Regions from separate parts of the Rattus norvegicus genome. Here region 1 is linked to region 2. The links are chromatin contacts, called in public Hi-C maps. All regions are on one chromosome and are shown on one strand. The core of a region is the stretch at or near the end of the contact, and the rest is flanking DNA. Distances in the headings are between cores, read along the strand shown.

Region 1 (5,322 bases), core at 902-3,401, 460 kb after region 2:
CATGTAAGGAGCCAGAGGTTTGAAGATCCTTCCGATGTAGTTTAACTTGCCTGGAAAATCAACTTTCTGCTTTCAAGGGAAGCCTGTGGAGGGTGCTTAAATGTTAAGTCCACTGCTCCTCCAGGAGCTTCCAACTTCAAACAGCACAATGAGATGGAGGCTTTTTGAACCACGGTGCCCTTTTGCATTAGAATAGTTCTCTGCTGCTGTACTGAAGAACTTACCAGAAAAATGCAGCCAGTTATTGGGTTAAACATACACTTTTGAAAGGAGTTTATTTTTGTGTGTGAGGAAGTATCTTTAATTAGCTAGATATTTCATTAGTCTGCTATTGTCTACACTGTATCCTCTATGTTATGGTACTCTGTGAACTTTCTCTTCCTCCAGTCATAATATTAAAAAAAAATTTTTTTTATGTTTTACACGATCTACAGTACTCCTGGCCATGCAATCTTTCAATATTTTGGGGAGACATAGGGGTGATGTGTATAACTAGTTGATATATTTAATCTTTAGCTTTTTGGGTGTGGTCCCAATATCTAGTACCTTTTCCCCTAAGTATCAATTCTTTGTTAACCTATATTTTTACTATGGAAAAGTATTCTAGAGGCTCAAACCTTAACCTAAGTATCCTTATCAGTCTCTGCTCTTGCTTCCTGTGCAGCTGAAACTCTTCAGGATAAGTGAAGTCACCCGCTATCGGTCAGGGGAGCCTAATGCATTTGGGAAGTTGTTTTTGGTTTACTTGCTAATGACCTGGATAAAGTCCAGTAAGGTGTGGAGGAGACCCTGGAGGGAAGGAGGGGGTATTCTCGAGAAAGCTGTCCCCTTGGTAAATTTGTCCAGATTGACTCGAAAGTTAATGGCCCCGGGATAAAGTCGAGATTTCAAAAACTTGTAATTATTTTATTACTAACATTGGAGGTTCCTTTCGGCTCACGTTCTAACCTAGCCCTCCTGGCTCTCAAGGCCAAAAGCTTTGTACATTCTGGGCGGGCAGGAAGCGCACGCTGGGATCGAGGCTTGCAGACATCCTGGATCGTGGCTTTTACGCGTGAGTAACGGAGGCGCGCGCGGACCGGAGCAAGGATGAGGTGGCTACTGCGAATCCAAAGGAGGGGGTGGGGGGAGTCACTAGAGCAGCTCTTAGGGTCGCGCTCCTATTGGTCAGAGGGAAGATCTCGACTTCAGAAGGACTTTCCTGTTAGCTGCCTTGCAGCCTCCCGGGGGAGCGAGCGCGCAGCAGCCCAGCGTCCCCTCCGAGCGTCCTCTTTAGCAACAGGGAGAGAGGCAGGGAGCCGCCGCTCCCCGTGTTGTCTTCCCTTTCATGCAATAAAGAATTGTCATTAGGTTTGCGTATGGCATGTGCCATTACCCCACCGTAAAACTAAAATTAGCAAAATGTCAGGAATGGAAAGATTGATTCACCAAGATGCAATTATCATTTAAAAGTGCTTGATTGAGGTACTGATGTTCAGTGATTTATTCTGCATACCATATACATAATTAAAGTAGTGTAGTGGAGTAATTTATCAATCTAGTTGAGACTGGAGGGGTGAGGAGGGAGCTGCAGTATGTTTGTTTTATTAAAATGCTGCGAGGTTCTAGTCCCGCCCCCCTTTTGCAAGAGTGAAACTGATGATTTCCCCAGCTCGAGAGGAGAGTCAACGGTTTGGGCTGGTAGGGATAGAAAAACGGAAAGGAAAAGGCAGCGCCAGGAAAAGGCAAGAATAAAATGAATTGGGGGACGGGGGGAGCACTGGCGCGTACGTGCTGCTTAGAACCCCCGTGTGCTCAGTCTTGCTTGCCGCCCCCGCGTCCCCTCCCAGTATCCTTACATTCCCCCCCACCCCCCCCACCCCCCCCCCCCGCTCTTTCACAGGACGTATCTAAGGCTGGGAGCTGCTCTCCTTTTCCCATTCGTCTCCTGTCACTTCCTTCCTGGACGCAGTTTTCTGGACAAGTCTGGCTACTTTTAATCCCACCGGCCACAGAGAGCCACTTTCTCCTCCTCTTCCACCTCCTCCTTCTCTTCCTCCACCTTCCTCCTCCTCCTCTTTCTCCTCCTCTTCCAGCGGCTTCGGTGCGCGCGCGAATGCGCAATCCCGCGCGCGCCCTCCCCTTCCCCCCCCCTCGAGTGCGCACACACGCACACTTCGTCTCCAGCTCTCAGCTCACTCGCCTCGCAGTCACAGACACTTGAGCACACGCGTACACCCAGACATCTTCGGGCTGCTATTGGATTGACTTTGAAGGTTCTGTGTGGGTCGCCGTGCCTGCAGCTTTGAATCAGGTGGAGAAGTACTTCAAGGCTGGACGAAGTAAAGATTATTGTTATTTTTTTTTCTTTCTCTTCCTCTCTTTTAAGAAAGGAAAATATTCCAAGGACTAATCTGGTCGGGTCTTCCTTCATGTAAGTACCTCTGACATTTCACCAAAAGAATAGAAATAGTCTGTGTATTGTCTCTGAAATCTGCACGGATCTCTTCCAGACACCGGGTCTATCCAACTCCTTTCTGGAAGGCTTAAGTTAAGGCTTGTTGTGCATTCTTTTCTTTAGATTCTACGATTTCCTTGTGTGTGGCTGAAAGTAACTTTTTAGATGGTAGCATCGGTTTGCCATCTGCTATTGAAATCACATCTGACTGTTCCTGTCACATCAGTTTGTTTAAAGTTTCAAGAAGTTAGTTCACGTCATTAGCGTGTTCAGTAGGGTGGAGAATGTGGATCTTGGTGGATTTTACTATTTCACAGACTGTTCTGTGACCTTGAAGTAGCTGTCTTAAAATTTAGCTGTTAGTTCACTATGGAAAGATGTTCCTATGAGTTGCCCCCAAAGACTGATTTGCCCTGGGTTTAGATTCTGAACCACTAGTCCTTGGAATGACTTTAAGCTACAGCAGGGCTGCCTGCCAGAGTCCACCTTTTGTGCATCCTCTTCTTTCACCAAAGTGCATGCTTGTGAGAGTTTAATTGGTGGGGACCAGAAGCAGTTGCCCTGGCCATGGGAGCCCGTGCACTGCACAGTTCATGTTTGTATTCCAGCATGTGCATTGTTGTTTAGATCAAGGGAAATATTAAGCCACTTAAAAACAAACAAGGCTAAGTCACTTAGCCCGCCTTCTGTTTGGACTTTGGATGAAAGTTACGAAACTAAGTGACAAAGTTGGCCATAAAGAAAGTCTATAGAGATGGGACACATTTCTTATTGTATTATTGCGTATTATGCAAGTGCTTGAGTGCAACGCTAATGTGATTTCCTTTCCAGAACAAGGCTACCAATTCTTAAGGAAAATGTTCTATCTGAGCCATTTTGAACTGTTCTAGATGCTATAGTTATGAACCTTTTCCCTCACATTTTTGAAATGGATGTCTTCTGTATGAAATACTTGGTATGTAAATGCTGACAGTGTATGTAGAATCAGGCTCTTTGCCAATTCTTTAACTGGTCCTCGGAGGAGAATTGCTTTGACACAAAGTGCATTTTACTATTGTTAATGTGATAGTAACTCTAACGGTAACTGCCTTATGAAATCTGTAGTGACTGTATGTGTTCTCTAAGTGCTGTAAAGAAAACTCTAGTTGCCTTTCCACGCCTTTCCAGAAGAGTGACCCAGCTCCCTTCCACTGGCACCTTGCAATGGAATTGTGTTGCAGAGTAAAAATGTTTGTGTGGTGCATAATAATCCCCCTCCCCTAGAGACTTACTAGGTAGGACATCAAATGTGACCACCTGTGAGCCGCACTTAACCTTGCAGCCATACCGACTTTAGCTTTAAGTGGATCAGCAATTTTCAATCTATAGCTAAAAAATCTCATTTAATTTTAAAAATAACGTCAGTTTGCCCAGTCTTAAAAGTAATTCAGTATTTATGAGGATGGCACAAATGATATGTTTGTGTAGCTGTTGATTCAGTTACAAAAATGCAGGCAGTAAACCACATTGTCATCTACTACAAGCATAATATTAATTACTGAGTTTGAAAGTAGTCCTAAAGCAAGTGCGTGGTCGGTAAGATGAGTTGTCCCTATGTCCCATCTCAAATGGGGAAAAAAAATTCCTTCAATCTATGAGTTTTTCTACTATTTGAAGGATTTAATCCTGTATCAAATTCCAATCTTTATTCTGAAAGTATTCACTGAAGCATATTCAATATAATAATTTTTGTTTAAAATGTGGTACCCTAGGCAAGTTAAAGGGCCAATCGCTGGCAGTTATCTCTTTCCTTCGAGTCATGCTGAACTCCGTTCTCTTTAAAATGCTGTTCCTATGACTATGGTTCCCACAGTTTGGGGATATGCTGTATAGCTCTCACTCCTCATCAGAAGCAGTATTCTACCTCATTCATCCCGTACGCTCTTGGCATCTTAGTTGCTGTGCATGAGAATGCATTGAAGGGTAATGTTAAGGTGTGCTATTAATTTAATATAATGCTTTTGATATTGGTGGAAGTTAGCAAATGACCTTGTCATTCTAAGTAACTTTCCACCTTTTCAAAGCTAGTCATATTTTTAAAGCATGTATGAAATCATGGGCATTAACTTTCCCCGGGCAGAGATACAAATTACTACAGGAAACTTCAATAACAAAGAGTAGCTATAACTTGCCTTATTTCTTGCTCTATAAGCAGGTTAATTTTGTAGAATTTTAGAAAATTAACTGATTCTAATAAAAAAGTAACTATCTAATGATTCCTGAAAATTGAATCCTTTAAGAGAACAACATATTCTATAGTTTTCAAATAATTTTAGTTTTTCTCTGGCCTTCACCTTACTCAGTGACTAAGTGACAATTATTTATTGTATTTAAATGTCTTTAATAGAGAACTATGCTAAATAACACTTTGGTAAATGTAAGCATTGTCTTTTAAAACTTTCTTCTGATTATTATAGTATATTTTGTGGGTTTTATTTCCCAACTCTTTGTGCAATTTATTTGAGTCTATGAAATCTCAGAAAGAGACAAAAAATCTTTACAGTAATAACTGTACTATATAACAAAAAAATAGTTATTAAACAGAGAGCCAAGGTTTTCAGGACATGATTCAAAGCAACATGGAGAAATTTAGTGTATAATTAAAGGTCACAAACTTACAACATGGACTGCAGAAGGATTGCTAATTATTTTTTTAACTTTTTTAAATAACAGCTTTTAGAGTAATGCCTCCCAAATGACTATCTAAACTTATAAAGCACGCATATTCCTTTTACCCATATATAGTGATGGTTTAGACCAAAGGAAAGGCTTTATCTTCGATGCTCAGTCTGTAGCACATGGGGAAGGAGAGCTGACTGGGATACCATTCTCAGCCCTGTGCCTTA
Region 2 (5,620 bases), core at 2,155-4,654:
AATATTGTTTACAAAAACATTTAAATTCTGTTTATGTGTATGTTCATGTGAGCATGTGTGTGTGTGTGTGTGTGTGTGTGTGTGTGTGTGTGTGTGAGAGAGAGAGAGAGAGAGAGAGAGAGAGAGAGAGAGAGAGAGGCAGAGAGAAAGAGACAGAGACAGAAACAGAGTCAGAGACAGGGCAAGTTTGAAAATTGAGTGCTATCTCTTTGGAGTTCATGAGAGGGCATTAGATTCCCTAAAGCTTGAGACATAGCTTCCTGAGGTTGGTGCTAGGAACCAAATTTCATCACTGATCTTAACTATGGAACCATTTCTCTAGCCCCAAATTTCTTTTATGTCCACCACATTATTTTAGATCAAAGTATGATTTATAAGATAAGCTCAGAATTGAGAGTGTTTTAATATACTGCCTCTTATTTTTTCCAACCTTGTCTTCTCAGACAAGGGAAGACAAGGGCCCCGACTTCAGTTCATTAGTTTGGAAGAGTCTCCAGAATCCAGGTTCTATCGTTTCTCATTCTGCAGAGGGGCCATGTATTTCTACCATACTTGCAAGAAAGCAGTTATCTATTCTCCAAGACATAGACTCATTTCTTTGAAGTCTGTGTGCAGATACAGTTACAGCTACTTGAAATTATAGAACATATATTCTATTCAATCAATTTTTATTTTGCTGTTTTATGTTGACAGTGTTTTGACCACATTGATATAATAGCCTTGAGCTTTATTTTCAAAGGAACTAAATACACACACACACACACACACACACACACACACACACACACACACACACACACATATACATACACACACTCCAAAAGTATACATATTTAGGGTATTTATTTGTCAAAACTGCTGTAACAAATTATATTAGAATGCACAGATAAAACAGAAAACATATTTTCTTACAGATATAGAAGCTTGAGAATCCATCCTCAAGATTCCACATAATACTGTATTACGTGAGGATGGTATTTCTGTCATTTATTGAAGTGAAAGACAGAACTTAAGGAACAAACAACATACTTCTGTTTTAGCAATGAAAATATATATATTTGAAGAATCACTTTAATTTCTTTTTTCTTGATTATAAATGTTTAGTTTCAACCAAAAATAGTGTGTTGAAAAGTTTGTCTTCTCTTTACCCTTGCATGGTTGGCAGCCTAGGCAAAGCCTCTTTTTCCTTCTGTGATATCACATTTTACAAAGGTACCACCCTATCAAATCAAGACTTTTTAGAACTTTATTAATGTAATCACTTCCTTAAAGTCCCCCATCTCAAATGCAGCCATACCAGAGGTTAGGGTTTCAAAACTTGAATTTTGAGGGAACATGAACATTTCACCCATAATAATAAACTAGTGTACCCATTGTCTGTAATAAGTCTGAAATAATTGCAAACATTCATGTTCTTAAATTACACATAAAGTAGAACTGAAGGAGGAAATCAGGTTATTACCATTATCAAAATTACTCAAGTAGAATGTGCAAGTCCCTATTCTATAAATATGTTCATTTCTTTAAGGAGTTTGTAATCAAGTATGCTACATAGAAATTTATAATGGGGGCCAAATAAGTAGTTCTAATAATATATAGAAATATATTAACGAACGATAGGTTTGGAGACAGAAAACGGGTTCACAATTGCCTTTTACCATGCACTATCTATGTGAAGATAAGGCAAGATGTTCAACTCTCTAAGTTTTTTTTCACATGCTAGAGCTCTGTGATATAACTAACAGAAACGTTAAGGAAGATAAGAGATGATTCATACACTTTGGATCTGATAACATCACAGACACAAAGATGAGTGAGGAACAACCCTTTCATGAAGTTCGTGTGACAAGTTTGAAATCCTTTGTTTCTTCCCTATTGGAAAAGACAACTTTTCTTCAGTGCATTTCTTCCCTAGAAGGGAAGACCTAATGCATACCTATTTATCATCACTCCTTGACACTGGAGTTTTATGCTGGGACCCCTCTTTTCTTTCTTGTATGAAAACAAGCATAGTTCAATCTGGAATCATAAAGAGGTAGCAAATGAGAGTTAGAAATTTTGTGCAAGTGAATTGTTCACAGGTGGCTTGAAAGCTTCATGCACTCATGCAGGGACACTGAGCGTCAAAACTGTGAAAGCTCGGGTGGAAATGACCAAGTGTGATTTGAACATGAAGGCCACTATATAGTGCGAGTTCTTATAAAAGGTCTCCAAAATAGCTCCTCATGGGCTGTCAGCAAATAGAGACTTGTCTGCCAACCATGAAGCCTTCAGTTTGCAATGAGTACCATGAGGAAAAATGGACCTCTATCGACTGCTTCACCTTCCAAGAAGGGATGATCAGGTCCCACTCCCAGATCTTATAAGAGTGGGTTGTGTTCTCAGAGTTCATGGCAACAAATAGAGACCAGGTGGAACTACATAAGAAAAACAAGAAAAATGGCTCCTCACCAGGAACAAGAAAGGAACAGGAGAAGACAGATTCAGACACCCCAGGCTCCTGAATCTCCTGTTGTGAAGTTGTGTGTGTGTGTGTGTGTGTGTGTGTGTGTGTGTGTGTATACACTATTTAATTTTGCAAAGTTTCACTTCATGCTGAATTGACAACATTCTTAGTTATAACAGTTTAAAGAATGAAAGGAAGTGGAGAAAAGATTATGGGAACTATCACTCTAATTAATGCCTAAATTCTTATCAATTAATGTATCAAAAAACAAGAAAGCATCCCAGTTCAAGAAATAGTCATAGAAAACATAAGTCGAAACAGATTTCACATGCTTCCTGAGCTGAGAAATGTTGCACTTGTTACATTACTTATGTTTTGTTTAATTATTTTTTAGATACACTAAGGTGGCAATATATTACAAATATATACTTAGTTACCAGCAAAAAATCATGAAGAAGACAGATAGAGGTAACCCTGGGTACAGGAAAGTCACTTGCCTCTGAGTGACTAGGGAATGCTTTCAAATCTCTTCAATTTCTACCTCCCAGCTCTTCACCCAAGAGTTCACAGAAGCAGAGGTATTTTTTTTTCTTCTTAATCATGTACCTTTTAAGATTCATAATTTAGGATAAGCAAAGGGCTCCACAGGAGGTGGGGATGAATTAAAAACCATAAAATTGATGCTATCACTCTGATTGACGTACCAGCGGTTCAGCATGCATTTCCTGTTTGTCAGGAATGAAAGGTGTTCACGTTCTGTAATAATACCTAATAATGTTTTGGGAAGACAAAGTTCCATCTGACTACATTTTAGCAAGATGGAATTTTTTTTCCTTCTGTCAGCACGGAAATCAGAAGCTGGAGTATAAATTACAACCCTATATAAAGGATGACCTAGATATTTAATAGCTGCAGCTATTCCAGTCCACTACTTGGACCTCCCCAGGTCTCCGATGCTATATTCCAGCAGGCTTGAAATCACCATTATAACTTCAGACTAATTCCAGCGAGTGTCCAGGGAGGGCGATGTCCAGGAATGTCATAATGAACTGCAGAGCAGGAGGATCCTGGCTCCCTATAGCTGCCTCATCACATCGGCCGACTGCCTACTTAGGGCTCTGTCTAATTCGACACTTTGCTTTTCTACAGGGTAGTAAATAGTGTCTTGTGCACAGCGATCAGGAGACCTGCATCCCCGCTGTGGCCGTGGCACTGCTTACGTAACTATGGGCAAGTCATTTGACTTACTGTGTCTCCATGTCAGCACAGACAAGCACAGGGATACTTACCTTGACTATTTAGATGATTGTTTAAAATTAAAGATAAGATATTATTTTTAAAACTGTACATATCCTGATTCCAACCATGAATTTAGATTAGTTAAATAAAAGACTTGAGAAACATTTAAAGTCATATCTTCTGGGTAAAAATTTTGGCAAAAGAATAAAGAACGATCAAAGAGGCTTTCCACCTTATGTAACATGGTAACATCAGGAAAGGGAAAACACAAGTCTATCACAGTCCTTCAGTACTTATTCTTACAGAGAAATTTTAGGCCAAGGTGTACCCATCCACTCATGGCCCTGCAATTACCATCATATTCCTGCCTGGTATCAAAGTTTAGGTGCTACTTAGTGTTAAAATTTGGAGTGGAAGTAGAGCAAGGGTAAAAACAGAAATCTATCTGAATTTTGCAGGAAGAAAACAATAGGAATGTTTGTGCTAAATGTGTTAAAGATATTCTTTTGCATTTTAATGTCTAAGACCCTGTCATATTTCAAGAAAACAAAACGAAAGACCTGTGCTATAATCACTTCTTAATAATCCAAGTGTTGGGCCCTAGAGATGGAGCCCTTCTTCATCTCTGTCCTTATGAACATGATTCTGGCTAACCTGGGAAGCCTATGGAAATGTGACCCGAAGTAGAAAAATAGGAATTTTCTGTAGGCTGGACTCTTGTAGTAACACTGCTGCAAAGGGATCAAAAAGTGTTTTGGAAAATAATGTACTGTTATAGTTTATTAAATCAGATAAAGGACTGAAGCCAAAACCGGTTTCTAACCTTCTGTTTATGATTGCACTCTGTGTGCCTTGACAATGCTAATTTCCTTGTTTGTTTGTTTTTATGCCTATCTTTGGTAAAAGAATAAAACACACAGCTTTTTTTCAAAGTTTCTACTAATAAAATCCGCTCGTTGACATACATGCTCACAGATATACCGTAAATGATGTTGGAGAATGGCAGATCCTTCCCGCTACATCTGAATGTCCTGTAAAGCAACCCCCTCAGGACGTGAGGACATTTAAATCACGCTCTGATTTCACTCTACAAACATAAAAACAAAATCAGAATGTTCAGCATATGTTGGCATAATTTTCAAGTGGCAGCCTATAGGTCACAGAGTTTCTTTAATTAAAATGATAAGCATTGGAGAGATCGCACTAGAAAAAGGTCCTTGAAGCTTATCTGCTAAAATCTACCTAAGTCATCCAGGAAAATACAATCTTGACTAGACAGGTGGTTCAAGCCTTGATGGTCCTCAATGGTAATGTACAGATTAGGGTAAGTGTTGTCTTAATCATGTGTTTTCTGTGTGCCTGAAATGGGGCTAACACCATAAGTTTAGGTATTCAGGACAATGGTTTTTATCAGAAGAATATAATTTGCGTGACTATATACCTCAAGGCAAGCCTTGTGGCACATGTAGGTGCAAATATGCATAAATCATATTTCTATACTTGCTATAAAATTAGACTGGCATTAATTAAATGGCAGGAGAAGCAATGAGAGCATTGTTTGGAGAGTAGCTTGTTCCAAGTTCTGATTATAACTTGTTTCCCAAAGAAGGAGCCGCCCACAGCTTAGAAGACAGAAGATCCTCATCACAGATTTGCTGTGAAAAGCTCTGCTCAGCTCAGTCCCTGCCAGACTTAGGGCCAAACACACCCATCCAAGATGGCTAAAGAAGATTCTCAAAGAGACAACTTTTTCTTTCTTTCTTTCTTTCTATCTTTCTTTTTTTCTTTTGCTTTAGATTTCACAAGGGTGGTGTGATCTTGCCTCTGACTGACTTAAAACCTGCCCGGAAAACTGAGAACTGCCCTCCAATAACAATTCTCCTCATGCATCTGTCCCCTCAATACCGAGCACATACTGTATGCTAGACATGAAAG

Evidence for each region. Hi-C and Micro-C count contacts between places; a contact is called where the count stands out from the background.
Region 1: a contact with region 2 is called in a Hi-C map of frontal cortex, with 1.8 times the contacts expected there. The contact joins the promoter of Mef2c here to the enhancer-like site in region 2.

The regions. Positions count from the first base shown.
Region 1 is chr2:15,726,864-15,732,185 of GRCr8, forward strand. Mef2c (myocyte enhancer factor 2C) reads left to right here and starts at 2,152. Exons shown (of 11, transcript NM_001399397.1): 1 at 2,152-2,413.
Region 2 is chr2:15,265,692-15,271,311 of GRCr8, forward strand. No RefSeq gene overlaps it. Among named protein-coding and RNA genes, the nearest start is that of Mef2c, 460 kb to the right of the region's middle. Within about 2 kb of position 3,405, at least 9 of the 93 cell types and tissues checked have an H3K27ac peak or open chromatin away from gene starts, as enhancers often do.